Linked DNA regions of Danio rerio: region 1 is linked to region 2. A link is a contact called in public HiCAR-type data. All regions are on one chromosome and are shown on one strand. Each heading gives the region's core, a stretch centred on a gene start, on an enhancer-like site or on the middle of the called end of the contact. The rest is flanking DNA. Distances are from core to core; before and after follow the strand shown. Region 1 holds the start of cep170ba (centrosomal protein 170Ba). Region 2 holds the start of siva1 (SIVA1, apoptosis-inducing factor).

The links. HiCAR-type assays count read pairs that join an accessible place to other places.
Region 1: a contact with region 2 is called in a HiCAR-type map of caudal fin, with 5 times the contacts expected there. The contact joins the promoter of cep170ba here to the promoter of siva1 in region 2. A contact is called at or near these places in 3 of 18 Hi-C or Micro-C datasets (caudal fin, hematopoietic stem cells and an unstated tissue) and 1 of 4 datasets of contacts at active chromatin or transcription factors (caudal fin).

The regions. Positions count from the first base shown.
Region 1 is chr17:2,680,783-2,684,823 of GRCz12tu, reverse strand. It overlaps cep170ba (centrosomal protein 170Ba), which reads right to left and starts at 2,265. Exons shown (of 19, transcript XM_073927994.1): 1 at 2,034-2,265. It overlaps trnag-ucc (transfer RNA glycine (anticodon UCC)), which reads left to right and starts at 2,866; the gene lies at 2,866-2,937.
Region 2 is chr17:2,494,537-2,498,288 of GRCz12tu, reverse strand. It overlaps siva1 (SIVA1, apoptosis-inducing factor), which reads right to left and starts at 2,221. Exons shown (of 4, transcript NM_001327928.1): 1 at 1,951-2,221. The coding sequence starts at 2,071. All of the region lies in intron 1 of LOC141378500 (a long non-coding RNA gene), which reads right to left.

The DNA.
Region 1 (4,041 bases), core at 1,016-3,515, 190 kb before region 2:
TTATACGTCAATTTATCAAGTGAGTTACTATTAAAACTAGGGTTGGACCGATAGATGATGTCATCGTCCATCACCGATGGCCAATAGACAACAAGATGCTGAGCCAGCATTGCCGATCCTCCGACCCGGTCGCAAACCCGCTCGTGAAAAATACACACTTGAGCCCCGTTTAATATGTCTTAGTGTTAAAATGGCATTTTAGAATTAAAATGATCCATGTTTTACCTAGCATTTCTGAACAGCCCTCCGTCTACTGAAAACGACAACCATGTGACCACACACACACACACACACTCATGTTGTTAAACATGATATTTAATTAATCCTGTCTCTTTTTAATGACTCTTCGGTCTTTTGAATCTATCAGGTAACGTGTCACAGCATCAGTACCCTGCACTGTCTTTCACTTTCACAATTGTACTAAGTAATTTAAGAGAAAACCTCAGACACTGTTGGTTGTGCAACTTGTTTACCGACCAACCTCCCGCGGAAAAAGTGATTGACAGGTGGTAATTTGTGTGCAACTTATCTTTATTTATTTATGATTAGTTTATGGGTAAAACAAAAACCATGCGGGTCAGGTAGTTGAAACGGTAGGCTACAAATAATTAATTCGTTATGAATTAATTCATTATTTATAAATAATTAATTCAACTCCGCCTATGATGACCATGTCATCGTCTATCGCAATGTTTCACATTAGACATCTTGCGATGCCAAATTGGTCGACATCGCTCAACCATAATCAAAATTATTTTGTATACTTTATACTTATCAGACATGTATATAATCCTGGCAAGTCACTAAGGTCTTCTGATCAGTTTATTCTTTCGGTATCAGGGTCTCGGTGTAAGCAAAGTGGGGAATCGGGCTTTTGCTGTTATCGGCCCAAAACTCTGGAACTGACCACCCCACATCAGACATGCTCCAACTCTATCCGTTTTTAAAAAGCGTCTGAAACTCCATCTTTGTTCTTAAGCATTTGAGCCTTGTTAATGTTGAGGGGTTTGCCTTATGTTTTAATTGTTATGTAGGTTTTATTTTATTTAGTATTGATTGTGTTCAGCACTTTGGGCAACGTTGTGTTGTAAAAAATGTGCTATATAAACGAACAAACTAACATTTAACAACAACCCAGACAATAGATCACTGGAAACTATTACAAATGAGCACAAAAGTCTCATTTTCACATGTTTTAACATTGAAAAGTCGATGGAAGAAAGATCAAAGTCACGTAATGCCATTCAAAAGCAGAAATTAACAGGGAAAAATAAAAACATGAATCACAAAATATGGAAAACTGCTAATTTAGGATATTTTTACAGTATATAATCAACATGTTAACAAGAAATTATGCTGTTATATATTAGTCAGACATGGAAGATGTCCTTTAGGACTTTGACATCTTTAAATTAGGTATGGTTGGGTTTTATATTAGCACATTCAGACATTCTTCTTATTAATAATATAAATTAAAAGTTTTTATTTGCAAATTCTAAATAGAGAAATCATATTATCAGACAATGACTATCAAAGTACAACATTGTTTACTGTCAAACAAATAGTGCTAATGTAGTTTTGAATATATTTAAAAATACTATGGTAAACAATATAGGGAGCATGTGAACGAATGGGCTAATATAAAACCAACTTTACCTCAATCTTTAAATTAAATTGATCCGTACAAAGTTCAAGTCTAGACATTTTTAAACCCTTCCTGACCTCCAAAAAACCTCAGCTATTGACCAAAATCCACCTGTGAAGACTGAAATCCCGAATCACTACAGGTGTAAATCAAACTCTGGCAGACCAAGACACTGAATTAAACCTAATTAGCATTTAATAGCCCAAACAAACCTGTTAATCGACATTCATCGATAATAATAAACCCTACAGTTCAACAGAGAACACGATTAACGTTAAATTTCAAACCAATAACACACATACATTACAAACAAATCGGTTTGAACGTTAAAAATTCGATTACATTGATGTAAGAGTGTGTTTTTCCAGGTGAAGCGACTCTCACACACCTTCACTGCAGCTCCGGGCGGCTAACGTCAAAGCTCAACAGGAAGTTTTAATTCCCGACATTCCCAAACATCCGAGCTGCTCCAGTCCAGCAGAACACGGCTTTCAGGGCGTCAGACGACCGGACTCGTGGAGCTGCTGCTGTTCCCGGTAAATGAAGACTTTTATCCGCTTTTCCAGCGACGGACATACGGTCGGTCGATCTGTCTGTCAGAGAGAGTTTGTCAGGTCGGTGGCGGAGAGAGAGAGGGAGATAGTGACGTCACAGCAGCTTTGCAGCCGCCGCAGCGCCTCCACCTGAAACTACAGCCGGAAAAACTAGATCCACACCTCTTTATTATTATGACCCGAAAATAAACATTAAACAAAACATATCTACCAAAAAAGAGCTTGCAACAATTATTTATGAATATTTAATATTTATCTTATAGATAATTTATTTGTAATCAATATTTCCATCATTAGACATAAATAACAGTCCTCCATTTAAACCTGTCATTTATCCTTTAAACTGAAAAACTTAAAGACTGCAAACTTAAGGATGTCTTATTGTACAATAATACGATTCATGAAAAGAGAAACACAACTTTTGTAATAGGAAAAGGGTACATATATACAGTGATTTACATTAAACTGCAGGACACGGCCGCGGATGATGAAACCACGTGATATTCCGCATCTCCCGTTAAATGTTGCGTGCAGAATGTGCGATCAAAATAGAGTCTAAATACAATGTTGTTGTACTGTTACTTTTTCCCATACTGTGTTAAAGTTGCCTGAAATACACAGAACAGGGCGCGTTCCTGGTTTCACTTTAGTCGGTATCGCTCGTCAGCGTTGGTGGTATAGTGGTGAGCATAGCTGCCTTCCAAGCAGTTGACCCGGGTTCGATTCCCGGCCAACGCAACATTCCTTTAGCTGCTGTAAACTCAGACTGCCGTGCGGTACTTATGTTAAGATGACCCGTGTGCACAGCGAATTGAATGGGAACCCGTTCCCGACCACACAAAAAGGTTATTATCTCAGATTTGCATGATACGTATTCATAATTCGGACTTTTCCCCCTCAGAATTGAAAGATAACCCACAAATCTGAATTACAAAGTCTGAATTCTGACATAAAAAGTCATAATTCTGAGATTTCTGACTGTATATTTGACAATTCAGAGAAATAAAGTTGCAATTCCATGATATAAAATTAATTCTAAGATTACCCTGCTGAAAAATCCAGCTTAAACCAGCCTAGGCTGGTTGGCTGGTTTTAGCTGGTCGACTAGGCTGGTTTTAGAGGGGTTTTGGCCACTTCCAGGTTGGTTTCCAGCCATTTCCAGCCTGGTCTTAGCTGGTCAGGCTGGAAAATGACCTGTCAAATCCAGCTAAAACCAGCTTGATCAGCCTGGTTTAAGCTGGATATAGCTGGTTTTGGCTGGACTCCCAGCTTGGCTAGGCTGGTCAAGCTGGTTTTAGCTGGTCATCTCCCAGCCTGACCAGCTAAGACCAGGCTGGAAATGGCTGGAAACCAGCCTGGAAGTGGCCAAAACCCCTCTAAAACAAGCCTGGTTGACCAGCTAAAACCAGCCAACCAGCTTAGACTGGTTTAAGCTGGATTTTTCAGCAGGGAAAGTAAAAATGTGTTATAAAGTAGTACAATAAACTTTCTGTACAATAATACAGAATTGTGATAATAATTAGCGCTTTGGGTCAGAGAAAAGCGCACTATAAATATAAAGTATTATTATTATTATTTACATAATCATATAATAATGATAATTTAATATCATATACAAATAATATATTGATGTCAATATTTAATAAAACATTTATTTTTAAATAATAAAAAAAAAGATTTGTGTAGTTGTCAAGGCAACATTTCTAATTTTTATTTATTATTTTTCTTAAATTAATCATAAAATTGATGTAGAAAGCTATATAGAAATGTGACACAAATTAAGATGAACAAATAAACAAAACAAACCTAAGCGAAATTAGGATTTAAAACTGCAGTAGAAGG
Region 2 (3,752 bases), core at 972-3,471:
TAATTGTGTGTGTGCTGAAAGTGTGCATTGGCGTATGTCGAAAGTGTGTGTGTGTTCAGAATGTGTGCTGAAAGTGTGCATCTGCGTTTAATGTGTGTATTAAGTGTGCATTGGTGTGTGTCGAAAGAGTCTGTGTTTAGAAAGTGTCTGTTAATTGTGTGTGTGCTGAAAGTGTGTTTTGGCGCATGTCGAAAGTGTGTGTGTTTTGAAAGTGTTTGTGCTGAAAGTGTGCATCTGTGTTGAATGCGTTTGTGTATTAAGTGTGCATTGGTGTGTGTCGAAAGTGTCCGTGTTTAGAAAGTGTCTGGTGAATGTTTGTGCTGAAAGAGTGTTTGTGTATCAAGTGCGCATCGGTGTGTGTTCAGAAAGTGTGTGTCTATTGAATGTGTGCCAAGTGTTTGTGTCTGCTCAGAAAGCAGGGGTCCGTTCTTCGTACCTCGCTTAAATGATCTAAGATTATTTTGCAGATCCTGGATCTTTTAATCTTGATAACTGATCTCTCGCTAATTTAGTTCTTCAAACAAGTTCGCGAATCAGATTAGAATGTCTGGATAAACTGATCTGAGATCGCTGCGTGTGTTGTGAAGGACAGATCTATCGATCCTCGAAATCATGATCAGCAATGCAACGATTGGCTGACGGCACAGCAGCGTAATGACATCATCTGATTAATATTCAATTATCCATGTGAGCAAAATTACATCAAATTAGCAGTAAACGGTTTGTTTAATATGACACGCAATAACCTTCCACATTTGTTGTGAGCTGCAGGCTTTACACTTTCATGTGTCGAGACAAGAGTATTCATCATGCATTTCAATGCAAATCAATGTATTTAGTTCTACATTTAGAAAAGATTTTCTTTATTATAGTAGCCGTTTTTTAATCGGTGTAAAGAATAACTGGTTGTTTACAAAAGCATTTTTATATTGGTAAAGGTGTCTGCAACTTTTGTGAAGCATCAATCACTGGCATATTAACTATCAAAACATGTTTATGACTGCATAAATGTATTATTGCTTTAAAAAAAAAGTCACATATTGTGCATTTCTATTATACACAATTTGTACTAAGCGATCTAAAAAGTTCATACCAATTTGTTTTCTCTTTGCACCACCAGATGGCAGTCTTTGTTCATTTCGAGGGTGCAGATTGCATACGTTTTATTAATATGTAAAACTTTATTTATTTTATTAATGACTATAACTTTATATATATAGTTAAAAAATATGTACCACTTTCCCAAGTGTATATAACTACTACTGTAAGAAAATATCAGAATTCGGAACATACTTACTGTATTATCTTTGCTTGAACTGAGCCGATCTAATCCTGTTTATATGAATTGAACCTGCTCCCGATCAGGTTTGACGTGGCAGAACTGTTGCCATGACAACAACTCTCGGATCAGCTTTGAAGAACGAAACGATCCTGGATCATGTCAAATCGTCAATATCCAAATCCAGCTAACTGAGTAATCCACGTACGAAGAACGGACCCCAGGTGTTGAATGTGTGTGTACATTGTATATCAGTGTCAAAGTGTCTGTGCACTGGAAGTGTGTATATTGCGCGCGTTTGTGTTGCAAGTGTGCGTCTGTGCTGAAAGTGTATACAAGTGTATTGTGTCGTAAGTACCTTTGTGCCAAGTGTGTGTTTGTGCGGCGGTGTGTTATATTTGCACATTTGCTCATTGTTAAAGTGACAGCGAACAGCGAATATGCTAATATAACGTCAACTTTACACTAATATATGCGTTTCTGACCGTAAAACTAACTGTTAGCTGCTGTATATCTGTGTGCGAGTATGTTAGTGTTGTGCTCTATGTGTGGGTGTGTGTGTTTTAAATGTGTGCGTTTCTGACCGTAAAACTAGCAAGTGTGCATCTTTGTGCTGAACGTGTGTGTGTGTGTGTGTGTGTGCTGTAAAAGTGTGTGTGTGTGTGTCTTACCGTAGATCTCCTGTCGGTAGCGGAGCCCGAACACGCCGCAGCTGCTCATCTCTTTCTGGCCCACATGAACTTTATACTGCGAGGAGAAACTCTCGCTGAACGGGTACGAGCGCTTGGGCATCTTAAAAACACCTGAGATAAAACACGAACACGCACCTGGGGCGGAGGACACGCAGAAACACACCGGAAAACCCGCGAAACAAACTGAGAGATAAACAACACGAGTTCGCGCTTTAAGGATTCCGCTTCTTCTTCGTCTGCTTCAGCCGCGCGCAGACACGAGCACGCGCTTCTGACACCTGCTGCCCAGAAGAGGAATCACAGCACCTGCAGTCGTCTCGGAGCTGTATGCTCAGCTGTTTACATTTTACAACAATCTGGCGAATTTAGTGATTTGTGCAGTGCAATCTGAGTTGCAGCCAATGCTTTTCAATGCGCTCACCTTTTTTATTTATTATTTTTTTTTTATTTATTAAAGCGTTCAACAAGAATACAAAAAAAAAAAAATACAGAAAAGGTATAAACCTTTAACAACAAGGGTAGAAAACAGAACAAAACAAAATGACAAACTAAAGAATATGCCAGGGGGAATATAAATGACAAAAAGCACTTTAAATTTAAAGCAAGGTCACAGTGATGTTTACAAGATCACATACATTACAGTCATCTATTATAAAAAAGAGAGAATATTGTAAGATTCACATAGTGTTACGGATTTTAAAGCTTTAACATTGCTGGAGGTAGAGATTGTATTTAAATAATATTTCAAATCTTTACAAAAAATAAGAAAAAGGGGCTTTACAGACAAACATTTGCATTTATGTATAAAAAATTTTGCTAGTAAAATAAACAGATTTATTAGAAAATATTTATCTTTAACTTTATCAACATGATAAAAACCAAATAAAACATCCTTGTATGACAAAGAAAAATTATACAAAAGAGATACACGTATAAATAATCAATGCGCTCACCTAACCCTTACCCTATCCCTTACAGTGACGACACTAGCTCCATTGAGTGAGTTGTGACTGGCGTTGCATCACTGAGAAATGCATCAAGGCTGCATCCAGATACTACTGGAGTTGGGGGCCTTATGGGATATGCACCCTTTGGTATGTTTTCTTTTGTGTTGTTTATTTATTTAGCTCTTTTTATATCACTCAGTCTTTTCTATATTAAAGTAAAAAATAACAACTAAAAATCATCAATAAACTGAATTTTCATCTGATTTAACTGCTGGAAGGCTCCATCATTGGATGTGGGGGACGCATTTGCACAGTTGTAACAAAATTATTTGTTAAAATAAAATATGTTATGTTATATACAATTTATTGGTATAATTCATACATCTAGGTATTATTTGGGGCCTTTCAAATATCCCAGGGCCCTAAGCGGCTGCTAACTCTGCGTATTGATTAAATCTGCCCCTGACAATAATAGTTAAAATAAAGATTAAATTCTTATGAAATAGAAACGCCAACTGACCCAGCCGGGGCTCGAACCAGCGACCTCCTGAGGCGATCGTGCTACCTACTGCGCCACTGTGATGCCCCATTTTATTATTAATAATATTGTGGTGGCTTAGTGGTTAGCGCTGTCCCCTCACAGCAAGAAGGTCGCTGGTTTGAGTCCAAGCTGCATCAGTTGGCGTTTCTATGTGGAGTTTGCATGTTCTCCCAGTGTTGGTGTGGGTTTCCTCCAGGTGCTCCAGTTTCCCCCACAAACACATGCGCTATAGGAGAATTGATGAACTAAATTGTCCACTGATAAGTGTGAGTGTGAGAATGATAGTGTATGTG